2 separate regions of the Mus musculus genome follow, and region 1 is linked to region 2. Evidence: chromatin contacts called from public Hi-C data. All regions are on one chromosome and are shown on one strand. The core of a region is the stretch at or near the end of the contact, and the rest is flanking DNA. Distances in the headings are between cores, read along the strand shown.

The links. Hi-C and Micro-C count contacts between places; a contact is called where the count stands out from the background.
Region 1: a Hi-C map of uterus shows a contact between it and region 2, with 4 times the contacts expected there. The contact joins two enhancer-like sites. A contact is called at or near these places in 2 of 484 Hi-C or Micro-C datasets (nephron progenitors and uterus).

What each region holds. Positions count from the first base shown.
Region 1 is chr15:32,040,614-32,045,285 of GRCm38.p6, reverse strand. No RefSeq gene overlaps it. Among named protein-coding and RNA genes, the nearest start is that of Gm32499, 110 kb to the left of the region's middle. Within about 2 kb of position 2,950, at least 19 of the 459 cell types and tissues checked have an H3K27ac peak or open chromatin away from gene starts, as enhancers often do. A contact at or near this core is called in uterus, where this site is marked.
Region 2 is chr15:31,675,124-31,679,532 of GRCm38.p6, reverse strand. No RefSeq gene overlaps it. Among named protein-coding and RNA genes, the nearest start is that of Gm32383, 42 kb to the right of the region's middle. Within about 2 kb of position 2,607, at least 30 of the 459 cell types and tissues checked have an H3K27ac peak or open chromatin away from gene starts, as enhancers often do. A contact at or near this core is called in uterus, where this site is marked.

The DNA of each region.
Region 1 (4,672 bases), core at 1,701-4,200, 370 kb before region 2:
TAATACAGCACAGAGAGCCAAAGATCTTGTCGTGTATTTTAAAATCTAAATCATTCTTATCCATCCAGAAAAGCGACATAATGGAATATTTAAATTTTGTCACTGAAAACCTTTAACACATGGAGATGATGCTGACGACGTAGGTGTTTAGTATTTTTAATGCAGAAAGATGTTAAATAAATATTTACAAGTGTTTACTTTAAATTCGAAATCCGTTACTGCGTGAAGCCAGAATGAAGCCAGAACATGCCGGAAAGGGTATTTAGAATATTTTTCTTTTTAAATGCAAAGCTGGCTAAGGATAAGGACTACAGCCAACTGTAGGCTTTTTTTCGGGGAAAACAGTAGAAACACTGGGAAGGGGCGGGAAAAGCTAAGATTTAAGAAATATAAAATAAAATAAAATAAAATAAACCACTCAGTTTACAGGACAGGCCTTCCCATCTAGAGTAATTTTGAGATCCTCTCACCCCAGGGATCTTAGGAGTCACTTTGGCTAGATGCTCTCATAGCCCGTCGTGGCACTGTGACCATAGACAAATAACCACCCTCCAGCCTGTGTTGTCCCCAGCACACAGCTGTCAATGGGACTTAGTCAGGGCAATGCTCTGCATTTGAACTACACCTTGCTCCTCTCTGGTGGACTCTGTTGTTATTGATGCCTGGGTTTTGCGGCTTCTTCTGGGCAACATTATGCACTGCAGGACTGACTGAGAGCCGTGGCGATCCTGTCTGTTTACGAATGCAGTCAGTAGACACAGAAGTAGACCCATGAGCAGGAATGAAGTATGAGACATTACATTCCACAATGGTAGGTGTGTGGAGATGGTTGGGGGAGGGAGAGCTGCAGTATCCTCTGGCAATTTCCTCCCTTATCCCAGCTGCTCCTACTGGTTCTCCTTTACCAAACTCAACTGTTCATGGACCTGTGAGGTCAGCATACACAAAATTCACTCTTTCCTTTTTTTCCAAGTGCCTTTATTCTCTTGTCAAATGCCATCCACACCCAGATGGTGCCCAATGTCCCTGTGTAGCCCTGCACAGCCTTGGTGAGCGGGTCCAACAGCTTATGCAGCAGAGCCACTAGATTCTGGAAGTCAACTCAAATTCACACATGAAGCCTATTATTTCTGCCTTCAAATGTGCCTATTCTCAATTTTCCCACTGCACACATGTCATCATGACCCATCTCTCAGGCCCCAACTTAGGAATCATCCATCGCTTCTCTGTCTCATTCCTCCTAGGTGCACCATACCCTGCCTGCTCTCTTGAAAGCATATTCTGCCCATAAGTTCCCCCTGCTTGTCTCTTTCTCTGAGCTATCCAGATCCTGTCTGATGTGCAGCACTGCAGAGAGTACAGTCTCCTATTGGCCAGTGCTCCAGTCCCAGCTCTCCCTTTTACTAGCTGTACTGGCTGGTTTTGTGTCAACTTGACACAAGCTGGAGTTATCACAGAGAAAGGAAATGCCTCCATGAGATCCAGCTGTAAGGCATTTTCTCAATTAGTGATCAAGGGTGGGAGGGCCCATGGTGGGTGGTGCCAATCCCTGGGCCAGAAGTCTTGGGTTCTATAAGAAAGCAGGCTGAGCAAGGCAGAGGAAGCAAGAGAGTAAGGAACATCCCTCCATGGCCTCTGCATCAGCTCCTGCTTCCTGCCCTGCTTGAGTTCCAATCCTGACTTCCTTTGGTGATCAACAGCAATGTGGAAAGTGTAAGCTGAATAAACCCTTTCCTTCCCCAACTTGCTTCTTGGTCATGATGTTTGTGCAGCAATAGAAACCCTGACTAAGACACTAGCCAATGCAAATCTATTTCCCACTCCCTTACAGAAGTGGTGATAAGCTTAGGGTGTGCTGACAGAGAGCAAACACTGGCTGACCAGACCCTGGTCCCTTCATACTTTATCTTCTATGTAGCAGCCTGGGTGAAAGAACATAAACCAGGCCTAATCACTTCTGTGTTAAATACTACATTGTCTACCCTCTTGGTTAGTCCACATACCCTCCTGAGCTTCAAGCATGATGGTGTACTGGCATCTGTTTTCTAAGGTGTTGCTAAACCATCCAGGTCACCAGTCATTGAACCTTATGTTTCATATACACCCAATACTTCCCTCCATAAACTGATTCATTCATTTTTCTCTCTCCCTCCCTTCCACCTCTCTCTCTCTGATTAGTTCACAGTGCAGGTTAGACCAGAGAAAGAGTCTCCTGGTGTCTCTGAAGAGTTCTCAGAACACAGTGGCATACAGATGGACATGCTCTGGAAGCCATCTGGACCTCCCCACTCCCTCTCTCCCCTTCTCTCCCCCCCCTCTCTGCCATTAGATCATCAGATAATGAGGTTCTTGCCTGTGTCTCTGGCTAGCAAAGATCTCTTCCTACCCCTCCACTCACACAGACATCCTGCTGACCTTGCTAAGATGGATCTAGATGTTGGAGTAGTGCTGGAGCATGTGAGGAGGCCCCTTTGTACACCACACATGATTCCCAAACTTGGGTTCTACCCAGGCTCAGCCTCCAGCCACCTTGGAAGGGACACTGTGTCCTCACTACTGACACACATATAAAAGCTAGAGATAAAAAATCGTACCCAAAGAATCCAAGCCTCCCTTCCCTGTGACTTCAACATTTCTTAAAGGCAAAAGTTGTTTCTTTGTAATTTTGGAACTACCCATTCCATTTTGAAATGAAATATCCTTGCTTATAGAAAACATCCTTTGGGGATAGTGGGAGTGATGCTTATCTGGGAACTCACAGGGTAAAAGGCAAGCCTTTTATAAGCTGCAGTAAAATCCAGGAAACTTTTCCCAAAAGAAGACAAGCAGGGAGGACAGAAACTCTCAGTAAGAGGGAGGCGAGAGCCCTGGCTCTCAGATGGGAGTTGCCAGAGCTGACAAATGTTTGCAGCTGTCTCTGGCCTCCGTTCCTCCTCGAGGCATAGAGGGCCTGTTTCCTGTCTTCATCAAATCTCTGCAGCCCCATAGCCGCCTCCTGCCTTACTCCACTGGCTTGTGAATACTCCATTAACTTTTAAATCCAGCCATTTAAATGCTTACCTAGCCTAGTTCCCCTTTCCCTCAAAGAAGAATCATTACAACATGTGTCCACTCAAATCATCTCACTTACACATCTGGGAAGATCAGCTAAATGGTTCTACTTTAACTCCTTGGCTATTTAAGAAGGTAATAACACCAACAGAACAAAGTAGGCTGTGAAATGGGCACTTCATCTAACTGCATCTGCCTGACTTAGCCAGTGCAGCCGCTCCGCTGGCTCAGAGGACATATGCCTGGCCAGAATCCTCCGAGGGCCAGATGGCCTCCCGAGCATGCCCATCTGTACCCCACTGTGAGCCCAGCATCCTGCGGACTGTTCAGAAACAACGGGAGACTCTCTCTGGTCTAACCTGCACTGTGAACTTATCAACCTATATTCTTTCCCTTTCATGATGAAAGGGTCATCCTGATATCCTCCAGAATAAAGGAATCATGGGGTTGGTGGACAGAATAAGACTTGCAATTTTACCTTTTCTGTCTTGGTTATTTCTAGTGCTTTAAACTGTGAGCAGCAAGATGATAAAATAGCATATCAGGAAGAATAATGCATCACTAAAGGTCCGCACACTGTTAGCAATCCCGGTTCATGGGCTTACATGTTAGAAACCATCACTTGCAGACAGTAAATGAGTTAATGAATGCAAAAGCCTTTGTAGGACTCCACATTCAAGAGGACAGTGCTAAACCCAGTCTCTAGTGCCTTGCTGTCTGGGTTCCAATCCTTGCTACCTTGCTTCCAGGCTCTGTGATCTTATGCAAATGGATGAACTTCTCTGTGTTTCAGTTTCATTAACACAGATGATAACAGTATTTAGGGCATTAGATGCTTTGAGGCTCAGCTAAGTTAAGCATGTGAAGAATGGGGCTAGACACTCAGTATGCTATGCAGTACAAATACCTACTAGCTCTCAATTTCAGCTCTCAATTTTCTCCCTATTTTCTAGTTTATATTTTTGACGATTTCTAATCAGATATACACCTTGAGACTCTATTCCTATATACTACCTTCTTTCAACCACTCTTAGCATTTAGTATCCCTCTTCCCAAATGGAGCCCCTCGGAGTTGCAAGCCTTTTGTTATGTGTACGGGACTAGTACAGGTGGCCACAGCTGCTGTGTGCTCATGGTTTCCCAGGCCATGTCATATCAAGAAGACGGCATTTCATAGTGTTTCTCCTCTTCCACAGTGTTTCTTAGACCTTGAAGGAGATTATAGAGATAGCTCTTAACACACTATGGATCTACGAATAGCTGCAAATTGACTTCTGAAGGTCTTATCCACACCAACAAACAGGAAATATACTCTTGGTCTTTGGAATTCCCCTGGATGAGGAAAGCCCCCAACATTCCAAGCTGGCAACAGACCAAGGTCTGTCCTCATAGGACCCCACTGAGACTCCCTGACTAGCCAGAGCTCCTGCTCAGAGATCGATGTGCCATTATACACACCTTGGGCACCTTGAAATGCCAGGATATCTAGGACCAGTCATGAGATCCAGAAGTGTCCAGTACAGAAGCAGTGAACACTCAATACAGGCAAAGGGGAGACAAGACCCATCTCATTGTGAGGTCCCATCCTTCTATTTCAGTGTTGTGAAAATTCCAGACTTCC
Region 2 (4,409 bases), core at 1,358-3,857:
TTATAAGAGATACTTTAGTCATGGTGTCTTCTCACAGCAGTAAAACTCTAACTAAGACAATGTAGTTACAGATTTTTTTTTAATGGAGAGGGAACTTATAAAGCCCACCTCCAGCAGGAAGACAGGACATCAAATGAGGGATAGGGTTGCCATCCCACAGTCACATCTCTGACCCATGTTTGGAACAATTACAGGGATAGAAATGAAGAGGAACCTGAGGAAAAGAAGGTCCAACGACAGGCCCAAAGTGGGATCCAGCTCAAGGTGAGGTCCCAAAGCCTGACACTATTACTGAGGCTATGGAGTACTCACAAAAAGGGACCTAGCATGACTGCCTTCTGAAAGACCCAACAAGCAGCTGAAAGAGTCAGAAGCAGATATTTGCACCCAACCAATGGACTGGAGCAGTTGACCCCTGTTGTTGAATTAGGGAAGGCTGAAAGAAGCTGAGGAGAAGGGCGACCCTGTAGGAGGACCAGCAGCCTCAATTAATCTGGACCCCTGAGATCTCTCAAACACTGGGCCATCATACAGACAGCATGCACCAGCTGATATGAGGCTCCCAACACACATACAGTAGAGAATTTCTGGGTCTGTGTTCATTCAGAGATGATGCACCTAACCCACAAGAAACTGGAGGCCCCAGGGAGTTTAGAAGTCAGGTGGGGGTTGGGGGGTATCCACATGGAGACAGGGGAAGTAGGGAGGAGATGTGGGATGTAGAACAGTCAAAGGGTGGAGGGGGGCAGGAAATGGAATATGGAGTGTAAAAAATAAATTATTTTTTAAAATAAAAATATAAAATATAAGTAAACACCACTTGTAAGGTCACATTCACAAAATCTGTTTTTATGTGTGTGTCTGTGCATGTGCAGGCAGCTGGGGAAAGCAGATGAGGGTTCTAAGTGTCCTAGAGCTAGAGTTACAGGTACCTGCTTTGTATTAGTGTTGGGAAGCAAACTTCAGTCCTCTGGAAGATCAGTAAGTGTCCTTAACCATTGAGCCATTGCTCCAGCCCCCATAAGTCAGATTTTTATAAGTTTCATTTCCCAGCACTACCATGACAAATGACCACAAACACCATGACTTAAACCAACAGACATCTCTTCATTCACTAAGCTGGAAGCCAGAGATCCAAAACCAAGGTATCAGTGAGACTAGACGCTCTCAAGCATGTCCATTGTGACTTACCACTGCCATCTGCAGTGGTCTGCCTCAAGAACCACACAGCTGACCTACAAAGAAAATTTTCAAGGAGAAAAGACACTTTTTAATAACTTTACAGTTTAATTGTGGGTCACATTTATATGTATTCTTCACGGGTTGGGAATGCCCATGAGAGAGTGGGAGAGAATTTGTCCTGTGACCTCTCTGGTTCTAGTTGGCTGCCCACCTTCCTTGGCACTGTTTGGCTTATGGCTACATTGACTCCTCTCTATTTCCATCTTTGTGTAGCCTTGACTCCCCTTTCATGAGTCCACTTTCCTTGGGCCCCTCTCCACGGGAATCCTTATAATGCAGGGAAATCCCTCCTAGGAGATCTCAGAATTCTTAATCACTTCTGCAACGACCTTTTTCCCAAATATGATTATATTTAGAGATCCTGGGGATTAAGATGTGGATATATGTTTAAGGTCACTAATTATCCCACTGAACAACAGTATGTCCAAGCCCCTCCCAGTCTGTCATCCTCCCTGTCTGGAAAGGATTGTAGGTGACACAAAGTAGAAACTGCTCTACCTCCTGGGGTGCAGCTTCACTCATTAGCAGGAACTTTCTGTCTCGCTGAGAATACTTTTCACCTTGAGTTATAATGCATCCGAATATATGTATTTTGCTGTATTCTTTTATGGAATTTTCAACTTTATGCACATTCTGCTTCAGGCTGGTAGCCACTTTTATGTTGCACAATGATGTATTCAGACTTACTTCTACCATCATGTCGTTTTTTTTTTTTTTCCTCTACCCTTCTCTGTATGTCCTCTGTCTTCCCTGGACCTGGCTTCTATTTATTCCTCTGCAGAAGTATGGCTGCAGCCTCAGGTGTCTTCAAGTTCAATCGAAACTTCCAGGATAGATTTAGTTATGTGAAGAAGGCAGTTGCCGTCTCCAGATAGCACATAGATGCACTGTCTTTTAAGCATAAGATCTGAGGCTAGAGAGAAACCAGCTACAGACCCACCATGCCTCCACCGCACCAGAGGCAAAAATCCCTTGCCCAAGAAGATAAAGCCAGTGAACTCGCTGTGTTAAAATGCATTTGGTCACTCTGTTCCTTTGCTAAAACACCATCATAGTACAGCTTGAAGTATTCCACAGATATAGCCAAAGGACATGCTAGGGTAAAAGCCATGCAAGGTACTCGGTTTTAAAGTCAGCAAATGAGAGCCAGCTGGAGCCCTGTCATCTGAGATTGTTGTCCACTGACTTTTTCTTAAACCCAGCTGTGGCCAAGTTGGCTCTGAAAGGACCAGAGTTACATAAGGGGACCAGTGTGCTGAGAGAGAAGAGACCACGGAGGTAAAACGAGGCAGTCCCAGCCTGCATGCTGCATAGCCACCCAAAGCAAGTGTTCCTGGCTCTGCTAGGCTGCAGCTGCTGAGCAAGTCAAATCAGAGAAAGGAGCTCAGTGAATAAGGAAGACAGAAGTGAAAGGCGAGGCCGCAGCCAAGAGTCTCCAGATAACGCTGGGACATTAGGGAGCAAAGGAATTTATGACCTAGAGAATATACTTAGCTGGGCCTTTCTCACATCGCTACAATCACAGTTAAAATTATCTGGGCTCGAATAAAAGAATGCTCTGTCCCAGTCATTATTCATGTTTCTCCTAAAGGCACAAATTCCAGCATAGGCAATTTCACTGGGAACCAAACTATTTATTTACAAGAGGCTTTGCTTACCACCACTGCATCAGACAAGAAGAAATCCGCTCACATAGGATCCAGACCTGGCTTCCTCTGGCCTATGTCTGGGTGGGAAGAGGGGCTCTGCCATTATGGTGATATAAATAACAATATAAATGAGCACCATTAGAAAGCCTCAGCAAGGCCAAGGGCAGGGGCAGTACCATCCCAGAGGAAAGACATAACCCAGGATGAAGACTCCTGACCCTGCACACTCTGGAACTTACCCCAATTTGGAGATTACATCATTCTGTGCCTCAGTTTCCACACTCCTGCAGGTGATATGACACTGGTAAATTCAGAGATGCTGAGAGGGAAAAATCTGTTGGCAGTTATCCATGCTGAGTGTGGAGGAGATGGGTAACAAGAACACCTCATCCCCCAGATGAGGGACCCTTTATGTGCAGACCTCTGAAGTCTATGATGCAGAAGATGACCAAGAGGCAAGACAAAAAAGGAAGCTTCCTGAAGGAGGAGAGTGAGCTCTTGCCCCCACCTATCACCCTGGCTCTTTCTCAGGGTCAGTGAAGGACCCAGCTGTGGCATCCATTGTCCTCCCTGGAAAAGTGGGTCAGGTAATCCCTCAAAGTGGACTGTCCTGCAGACCCCAAACACTCTCAGTGAGTGACACAGGAGCTGGGCAAGAGCACACTCGTGTCTGTCATCATAGGTGAGCAGGCTTTTGGCTGCTAGGTTCCACGCTCAAAGTGTGCTCCACACAGTAATGCCAGCTCACCCCTACGCTTCTAAGGGAGAGGAGTCTTTCCCCATAACTCCCTTGTATGGTCCCTTGGCTGCACCAAGTCCTCGCTGGTATATACATGGCCCTGGCTCCCTGGAAATGCCACTGTGTACTCATACCTGGGTTTCACACCTCCCTCCCATCCTCTATGAGAACCTTTTTGATCTGGCCTGTGCTAGATATGTGTCTTTGAGCTGCTTGTCCAAGCTTCTCCCTAACAGAATCGGGCCTCCTCCTGAGAAATCACTGACCAACCTCATCCCAGATGCAGACTAGATCTTGATAAGATAGACAATGTTGCTGGGTCCCTGTGGCCCCTCAATGGCGCTGGTGAACTGGTGAAAGGCAAGGGGTCTGGTTCTCACCAGCCATGTGGGAATATAAGTAATGGGGCTAAGAAGTCGCCCTCCTCACACTTGCTCTGGCCTACTCCCAGGGAGAGCGCATAGGTGTGCCCTCTTCCCTGAGGAAGGAGCCTGGTTCTTTAAGTTACCAATTTATGCACCTTTTATTTGAACCAGAAGTCAACTTCTATGGAGTCAAGCCACTGACACGCAAGGTTTTATTTAGCTCATAAGCCATAGTTACTGCCCCCACACCCCCCAAGAATCTAATCACATACACTAGAAGATCATATAGAAAAAGGTGTCTGGTTTTAATTAAAGGGATCTGTCCAACTTCATTCTGTGTGGCCATACTACAGTGATTCACCTTCAAAGTCTGAAGGGATCTCTGGTCAGTCCACCTTCTCCTTGACTAAACCG